Linked DNA regions of Mus musculus: all the other regions are linked to region 3. Evidence: chromatin contacts called from public Hi-C data. All regions are on one chromosome and are shown on one strand. Each heading gives the region's core, a stretch centred on a gene start, on an enhancer-like site or on the middle of the called end of the contact. The rest is flanking DNA. Distances are from core to core; before and after follow the strand shown. Region 1 overlaps Ralgapa2 (Ral GTPase activating protein, alpha subunit 2 (catalytic)). Region 2 overlaps Cfap61 (cilia and flagella associated protein 61). Region 3 holds the start of A930019D19Rik (RIKEN cDNA A930019D19 gene).

Evidence for each region. Hi-C and Micro-C count contacts between places; a contact is called where the count stands out from the background.
Region 1: a contact with region 3 is called in a Hi-C map of cerebellum, with 4 times the contacts expected there. The contact joins the enhancer-like site here to the promoter of A930019D19Rik in region 3. A contact is called at or near these places in 6 of 39 promoter capture datasets (the C10 cell line, HPC-7-derived erythroid cells, cranial neural crest and 3 more), 1 of 15 datasets of contacts at CTCF or cohesin (pro-B cells), 9 of 484 Hi-C or Micro-C datasets (the N1E-115 cell line, cerebellar granule neurons, cerebellum and 5 more), 3 of 115 datasets of contacts at active chromatin or transcription factors (all in embryonic stem cells) and 3 of 9 other capture datasets (adipose tissue, liver and pancreatic islet).
Region 2: a Hi-C map of cerebellum shows a contact between it and region 3, with 1.6 times the contacts expected there. The contact joins the enhancer-like site here to the promoter of A930019D19Rik in region 3. A contact is called at or near these places in 1 of 39 promoter capture datasets (pre-B cells), 4 of 484 Hi-C or Micro-C datasets (the N1E-115 cell line, cerebellum, myocytes and 1 more), 1 of 115 datasets of contacts at active chromatin or transcription factors (neural progenitor cells) and 2 of 9 other capture datasets (adipose tissue and pancreatic islet).

What each region holds. Positions count from the first base shown.
Region 1 is chr2:146,380,927-146,383,919 of GRCm38.p6, forward strand. The region is part of intron 24 of Ralgapa2 (Ral GTPase activating protein, alpha subunit 2 (catalytic)); the gene reads right to left. Among named protein-coding and RNA genes, the nearest start is that of A930019D19Rik, 120 kb to the left of the region's middle. Within about 2 kb of position 1,310, at least 1 of the 459 cell types and tissues checked has an H3K27ac peak or open chromatin away from gene starts, as enhancers often do. A contact at or near this core is called in cerebellum, where this site is marked.
Region 2 is chr2:146,167,445-146,170,179 of GRCm38.p6, forward strand. The region is part of intron 25 of Cfap61 (cilia and flagella associated protein 61); the gene reads left to right. Among named protein-coding and RNA genes, the nearest start is that of Insm1, 53 kb to the right of the region's middle. Within about 2 kb of position 1,252, at least 41 of the 459 cell types and tissues checked have an H3K27ac peak or open chromatin away from gene starts, as enhancers often do. A contact at or near this core is called in the N1E-115 cell line, cerebellum, myocytes and 1 more, where this site is marked.
Region 3 is chr2:146,257,868-146,260,613 of GRCm38.p6, forward strand. It overlaps A930019D19Rik (RIKEN cDNA A930019D19 gene), which reads left to right and starts at 1,419. Exons shown (of 4, transcript NR_040619.1): 1 at 1,419-1,526. It overlaps Ralgapa2 (Ral GTPase activating protein, alpha subunit 2 (catalytic)), which reads right to left. Exons shown (of 41, transcript NM_001033348.3): 39 at 2,499-2,620.

The sequences.
Region 1 (2,993 bases), core at 60-2,559, 120 kb after region 3:
CTGTCCTGTTTTTTTTTTTTTTCCCTGAGAGATTAGAAATCTGGAAAATTGTTTAATCTCTCATTCATGGAAAAGCTATAAAAGAAAAAGTGGATATTCTCTGTAAAGCAGTAATGTCCCTGTGTCATGAGCCAGTGGTACTGTGTGGAAAAAAATAGGACACAATTTTGAGTTGGGATTGTAATGACCAAAAAAAAAAAAAAAGAAAGAAAAAAAAAAGGTCAAAATAAAAATCACTACTTTCTAAAAAAATTCTTTTAAAATGAAACTTCTATAGCGTGAGCTCTTATACTGAGAAAATCAAGATTATACACTAGGTGTCATATAAATGTCTAAATGCGAAAGTGTGTACTCTACTGTGACAGCACTGAATTAAAATTCTGAGTCAAGATTTCTGTAAAAATAGCTTACCATACAAAATCAGCATGGCAGAGAAGTAACAAAATTATTCCCTTTGATATGAGACAAACAAGACAAGTAAAAATAAGTCTCTGCCTTCCACTGGGTTTGCTATGATAATTCTTTTTCCATAAGTGAATACTCATATCAGTTTAGCTTTAACTATGCTGAAGAACTTATACATATCTAGCACACAAAGTTCTAGTTATAAGGGTAAATTTCTAGCAAAGAGCAGTTCTTTGTTTGAGAAAAGGTGATGCAATGATTACATATCACTGCATGATGCAGGCTGTCTGAGGTTATTAGAAGAGCCAGGTATGGCCAATTTACAAGGATCACCCCTGCACCTTGCTTTCATAGCTCACCCGTGAGTCCTACACTCACTGAGGAGACCCTGGGGATCTCTTTACAACCGACTGTTTATTATTATATTATTCCATCATATACCTCTTGAGAGGAGGCTGTAACATCCGTTAAGAAAAAGCATAAACTTATTTTGATTTCTAAGATAGAATAATCCTATATATATAGTACCTAAAATTATATATATTTTTAATATTGGTATAGTTAAAAAGTACACTCAAAGAGCAAGTTAAAATATTCTTAAAACAAGTGACATATTATTGGCTACAAAATAAGTGACTAAAGTTAAAAGAGAAAAACCCCAGTTGGGTAAGTTTAATGCGGCAGGTTTATGTAGGAGATGAACTGAACTGTTGTTATCCTGCATTTCCAGGACTCAGCAGCACTATGGAGCAGAGTTGTAGATTATGCCAGAATCTTACATGTAGACAACACAATCTGTTTTGCAGAGCGTTTGAGGACAATTGACAGCAGTGTCAGCTGGCTTACAGAATTTCCAGAAGTGTCAAAGAACCAACCATGAGTCTCAGCAGTGAAGGAAAAGACAGCAGACACACCCAGCTACACTCTAAGCTGAGAAGGCTGGCACTAGCAGAGATCCTGCTGTTTGCAGTGATGCTAGTGTCTGGGCAGAACTTCCAAAGATTAGAGGGCCCAGCTCCTTCAAGATGCTGTCCCACTACTCCCCATGTCTTTCAAATACTATGCCAAACTAGTTGCAAGGAGTCTGGCTCATTCAGAGTTCAGCCTTCCAGCATCTATCATTGAGTTAGGTGAAAAGCAAGTAGGACCATAGGACCACAAGACATTCCTGGATCATGGGTATAAAGAGCAAATCACTACTTATGTCTGACCCACAACACAGGGAGTAGACATTTCTCCACTTGTAATGTATGTTTTTCAGTCAGATCATTATATTAAAATGTAAGATGGCAGATGGGTAATGAAACAAACACAGTACTCAATTATTGGAAAAATGAAATACATGAGGTTCTTGGAACTACTGCACTAATTGCCCTCAATCTTCACATAAGGACTCACAGTTACTAAAGGAAGTAAAACTCTATGATTATGCTCCTCTTACACTATGGAACCAGGGCCTGGTGAGGCCAAATGACTTGGCTAAGACATGAAGGCCAAGACGAAAACTCAGCCCTCCTGAAGGCTCTTTACAGTTATACTTTATCATATCATATTCTACCATATCAAAAATTATGCTGATATTATTCAAATTTGTATGTCAATGATTATTGTAGAGCAGAACTATATACATTCTTCACCTGAGGAAAGTTTCATGCTGGTTTTCTTTTTTCTGCCTTAGAAAATATGATAATATAGCATTATAGACTACAATGACAAAGATCCACATTTCCCGAAATTTCTATATGCAAATTTGTAACAATAACTTTGTTTTACTGTAAGTTTTGCATTTAAAAGAGAACTTAACTTTGATGTATAACAGACAAATTAAATTATATTAAGACGGTAAATCTGTAAGTCATTGTTAAAAAATAGTTTACTTATTTTAAGAAAAGAAAACTTTCCAGTCTTTGATATATGTTCTTACAAACATGAAAATAAAATTCCTTTCCTCAACTGTCCTTTTCCATTTCACACGTATTGATCTTTCCATATGTTTTAAATAATCATGAAATTAATAGGAAATGTTTTTAATAAATCCAAATCATAGTTCCTTTCATGTCAAAATATTTTGGGGAAGACTAAGGTGAAAAAGCTGCTTAAACATTAGGACAAACTGAGAGCAACCAAGAACAGCTTTAGAAGAGAAGTGGAAAAATGACAGCAACTGGGAAGGTATCTGAAGGTCAGAGGGGACTCTGAGAGGAGTATGAAGGGGAAGGAATATGGCCCAGCAAAACCAAACAAGGGAGGAATGAGATCAAGGAGTGTTTGACTAACAAGTTAGCTGTCAGTCAATGGAAAAGACAAGCCCAATGGGTCCAGAAAGCTTTTCTGTGAATTCTAACATCCTTTTGAATACATGGCATTTGGCAAAAATTCTCAAGATGTTTTGTGCTTTCATTATTCATAAAATAGGGCAGATATTATGTGTGGAGAAGAATGAGTGGGACACCACACTGTTCCTGGTACAGGGTCTGGCACTAGGAGACAGGAACATCCCTCACCTCCACCCAATATTCCAGGCACAGTGCAGCTGGGCTGGAGAGGCAACAGGAAGATCCTTCATGGCTTTGAACCAGTGACAACAT
Region 2 (2,735 bases), core at 2-2,501, 91 kb before region 3:
GTTCTCAGATTCCATCCCATTGCGGTCAGGTAGAGGATGAGAACTTGTCTGTATCTCCTTATATTTTAAAAACCTGTTTTGCTTCCTAGTGCATAAATTGTTATAGAAAGAGTCCTGTGAGCTACTGAGAAAAGTGTGTATCCTGTAGTGTTGGGATGGAATGGTCTGTAGATACCTGTTAGGTCAGAAGAGCAATAATGTCATTTAACTGAGGGGCTGCTCTTTTTATCTATTTGTGTGTAATTCACCTGTCAGCGAGAGTGAACAAATAAATAAATAAATAAATAAATAAATAAATAAATAAATAAATAAATAAATAACAGGTATTTAAAAAGCAAATTCATTTTCTTCTTAGCTCATGATAGGACTCCATCACTGCTGCCAGTCAATGTTCCTTGAAACATCTGAGTTCCAGGGACTCTTCCTTCCTTCCTTCCTTCCTTTTAAACAAAACCTACTCAGTGGTAAATGAGATGCTAGCAATCTAATGTGGAAAAAAAAAAAGAATGTTTTCCCATTCAGCCAGAGTCAAAGCCCCAGCTGACTTGTTTTCTCCCTGAAACACTGGTGAGCTGGAGGCCAGGAGTCAGGGCGCAGCTGTTGTCTGATGATGCTAATAATTATAAAAGTTAATTTGGTTGGTCGGTTAAGAGTGGATGTTCAGGATGGCCAAATAAGACTGGACAGTACTTGATAACAGGCAGTGCCGATTGACATCTGTCAGAAAGAAGCAGGGGGTAGGAAGATGCTGGCCACGCATTTGTAAGCGAGGCCCTGAGGATCCCACCATGCCTTGGCAGGCATGTACCCACGCAGCTGCAGCCACATTCTTCTCAAGTGCCACAAAGTACTGCCAGGCCGAGGCGCTGATTCTTGGCCCAGTACTGTTCTCCCTGCCTGTTGTCAGACAGGCTGACTTGGCCCTTTCCACGCAGGGTGAATGGCTCAGCTGATTTTGGCCAAGATCTGATTACCAATTGTTTTCCTGACCTTGGCTGCACCAGCCATGTGTCTCATTCCAAGACAGCTGCATTTCCTCAGCCATCCACCACACTGAGGACACCTTCCTCCCTGTTGGCAGGGCTGATGGTATCCAGTGCTCTGTGTTTCTCCAAGAACAGCTCCTTTCTGATTCAGAGAAGCTCTCGGGACCTTTGTGAGACCCCCATGACCTCAGGAGCAGAGACTCACTTAGAGCCACGAGGGAATGTGGGGTGACAACTGAGCAGTCAGCCAGAGTGATGCACAGCAGGCGGCGGCCACAGGGCCATAGCAGCTGGGGTTCTGCAGCCCAGGCTGGCTCAGCTCAGCTCGTCTGTGCTTTATTCTTTGTCTCTACCTCACATGCCAGGACAAACTACTGGCACTATAGAGGGAGAACTAATTCTCTACTTGGGTGTGTAAGAACTATTTAACCCACTGTGTGTGTGTGAGAGAGAGAGAGACAGACAGACAGACAGACAGACAGACAGAACCGATTCGCCAGAAGGCAAGGGAGAACACTCCTCACTACTCTGTGCCTTGGGGCAGGATATTTGATTGTGATTGATTGATTGATTGATTTACCACTTTGGAAAAATAATATAGACCTTTTTAAATCAACCACCATTTTAAAAATCACATAATATGTCACTAAAATCTGTTCCTTCCCCAATCTTGTCCTTGAAGCATTTGTATAGCTGACATCCCAGGTGTGCATATATCATGCACACACACTCACATGTACACTCACATATGCACACAGACACATACACATAGGCACAGAGCCACACGCTCAAGCCTGCCAGTGTCTGTCTTAAGTCCCTTGACAGGTTTACAGTAAACAGGACCTTCTTCCTGGCTGGGTCTGCTCCTCCTTCCCAGGTCATCAGAGGTGGCAGCAACCTCAAGGAGAAGGCCAGGTGGGAGAGAGTGGCTGGCTGAGGCAGTCTGCTGAGATGTGGCCTGTCACAGACTTTAACAAGGCGTTCACCACATTTTTTTTTCCTGCTTTCTTAACTGTAGCTCATCTTTTTAGCCTCACTTATGGATGACCCTGCAAAAGAAAGGTCATGCCTGCTGACTCCCCCACCCCTTACCCTTAATTAGCAGTCTGTAGCATCCTTTGTCCTCTCAGCCTGAATGGGTCTTGCCCCAGCTTCATTGTGGGAGCCCATCAGATACTCATAGCCTTGATTAAATCACCTCCTTTCACATCTTAACATCTCAGCTCTCAAAGCGGCCCTGACGGCCTCTCCCCCTGTGAGCAGCGCCATCTCTCCCGCACGCTTCCTGAACACTCCACAGCCTACTTTTAGTGGGTAAGTGCTGCTCTGCACAATATTCTAAATGGAGCTCGAGCAGGCCCTTTAAAAGGCTGCCATTACCTTTTTGAACTGTCAGACTCCAGAAGTTGTTCCCTCAGGAAAGCTACCTTGTGCGGTCTCTCTCTTTGGAACTGCAAAGTAGGATGCAGCAGGCCCACGGCCTACAGTCCCCTAATTATTAGCCTTCAGTCAAGGCCATGTGCTTATGACTGGAAGCTGGATGGAGCACACACACGTTCTCTCTCTCTCCCTCCCTCTTTTTCTCCCTCTCTTTCTATTTTTTAAATGCTCCATGGCCTTTTGCTATTGTAAGGTAGTAACTTGAATACTAAACTTCTATACCCATCTCCAGAGACCTTTCAAAATCTAACTACCAATAATAAATTATTATTATTATTACTATGTTTTGAAGAGATGGGGCATAAAGGG
Region 3 (2,746 bases), core at 169-2,668:
GTACCTTCCTTAAAGACTGTATCCTAGGGAAGCCTGTCATATGTATGTAAAGCGCTTGGGCGCCCACGTCCCTGCTTTGATGATGTAAATGGCCACAGACAGTTTGACTGGACCCTGTGTGTAAGAAGTTCAGGGTCCATTTTTCCAGGTGGTCTGGAAGAACAGACTTCACCTCAGTCTCTGAGTGTAAGTTGGCTGGGCTGGGCTCATCTGGTTTTGACTGTGTTTGTCCTAAGAAAATAAAAAAACCACTATGAATAAGTGAAAAGTCTTTTCCTCTGTGAAAATAGGGGTGAAGCTGCACATACACCAGGAAGAATACAGCTCTGAGAGGTGCCCCTGCACAGATGAGGCTGTGAACCCCATTCTCACTGCACTGCCCTCACACTGCAGTTCAAATAGATTGCATTTCTATCTCTTTCCTTATCACTGTGAAGGGCAAGCAGAAGTTGTGAACATGACGGGATGCGGTGCTGATGTTGATCTGAAGGATAAAATCCATTTGCTTTGGTGTTCTATATTTGGTTTCTTGCCCCATATATAAAAGTTCTAATGTCTGTCCTGACAAGCTGTTGGAATTTTTACTAAATAATTAAAGAAAAAAAAAACAGGACATTCTCTAAAACAAAACAAAACAAAAAACAAAAAAACAAAATCTACCCTTCTCCAAAGTGGTCACACAAATCAAAATGCTCCTACAGTCCTAAGAACTGAATTGGTTGAACTTTATTTATACAGAGGCTAAAATATACATAGAAAATAACAGCCATCATTATTTCAATAACATTGATCATCATCAACTTTAAAAATAAAAAGTTAGGAAATATAAACATTTATCATTTCATTTTTTTCTTTTATTTTTAAGAAATGAAATGTTTTCTTAGAAGTTAAAAAAAAAAAAAAACAACAAAAACAAAACCAAAAACAAAAAAAAACAAAAAAAAAAAAAACCAAGAAACAAACCCAAAACCAAAGCCTCTGCTGAGAAACGCCGAGTCCCAGCGTCTCCAAAGGATGGGAAGAGACTGAATGGAGCTGGAAAGCATTAGCTTGCTGTGGATTCCTCCTGTTCTTTCACTGAAAAATTAGACACAATTTTAAACCGCTAGCCAGACTGGGTATGAAATCTTCATTTCCCTTGAAACAGATTTTTTTCTTGTCTTAGATAGAATGCTGGCAGAGCGTATAAAAGAATTCAATTCACAGCTGTTCTACTTTTTTTAATGTAAGAAACATTAATCAAAGCTTTAAGTTATAAGCTTTTCTCATGTTGCTCAGTATCCCAGTTCAACAAAGATCAATAGAGGCCATCCCTGTGTTTCTCTCGCCTCACCAGGAAGCAGAGGCGTGATTATGTAAATGGAGCTCTGCACCTCTGCCAGCTTGCTTATCTCCCAAGCCTTCTGCCTGCTGCTCCTGGCTTCCCAAGCAAGTGCCTGCCTCTCTCTCTTATCTCCCAACAAAGCTCCAAGAGGCACGGCCTGAAGCCAGCGATGTTAAACAATGACGCATGGCTGATTTTATTTGTAAGTGATTTATTTCACTGAATTTAATTTTTTTCACTTTGTGTGTAAGATATTTGTTAACAAGTCAGCACAGGAGAAGCAAGCCTGGTTCAGAAGCAATTAACACAGGCTAGAAATCTATTAAGCATCCTTATAGCTATGCTGAAACCAGGGAAGGTGAGGGAAGCCCCTCATTGAGATTTTCAACATGCTGTACACTAAATATTCCACTTACTGTCTGACAGGCAATTAATCTGTAACAGCACATGAAAATAATTTACCAGTAATAATTTTATTCTTTAAAAAAACCTGTAATAATCATACCAACAATTTAAGTGGCAGGACATACTTTTTTCAAATTGATAGTATTATATAGAAATAGTATGTATCTAAAAATAAGGGAATCCATGGAAAATTCCACTGACCTACTAAATGAAAGCCATTATAATTTACTTTCTAAAGGCTCCACACCAGGTGCTGCTGTGGTCAGTGGCTTGTCCACATGACACTGGTGTACGAGGCCCTCTGTAATGACAGGCCTGGGGACACTGTCCTTCCCTGTCTCTGGCAGTAATCCCTGACCCTGGTATCTCAGCAGCATAATCCCCATTTAGCATTAGAGCGACGGCTTCAACTGTGAGGAACTCTTTTCTGATAAGTATGCAGTGATTTGGGCATCGCTTTTAAACACCATATTCCCAGCTCAGCAAGAAACTCACACTCCTGAATGAACCGGAGCACATTATTGAGAAAAAGTTCATTAACCTTGCTAGATTCGAGGGTTAACAGGATAGCAGAAGAAAGGAACACAGCGAACAGCTCGGATACAAAACAAATTAAAATGAATGTCATCATTCCTTTTGAAATTCATTAGTTGATTCAGAGGGGGAACGTTCTTCTTAAATTTGCAAGCATTTATCTGTGAAAAACAGGTGTACATCTGCTACTCAATACGTCTTAAGCGGGAGGGAGGAGAATCATGTAGACACTCACCCGTTCCACTGACAGAGTAGCTGGGAGAGGGAGAAAAGACTTGAGCAGCGAAATCCTCAAATGTCATGACTTCCCGGTGGTTTTGAATTATTGCTTCCAGATACAGAGCTCGCTCTTCGTAGCTTCGGTAATTAGTTAAGGAGACAAACACACGTGCAATTTTGCATGCAGAGCAGTGGGTGATTTGTTTTAAATGCAGTTACTCAGCTTTCCCGTTCTAATGCTCATCACTTACCCTTGGAAACTCT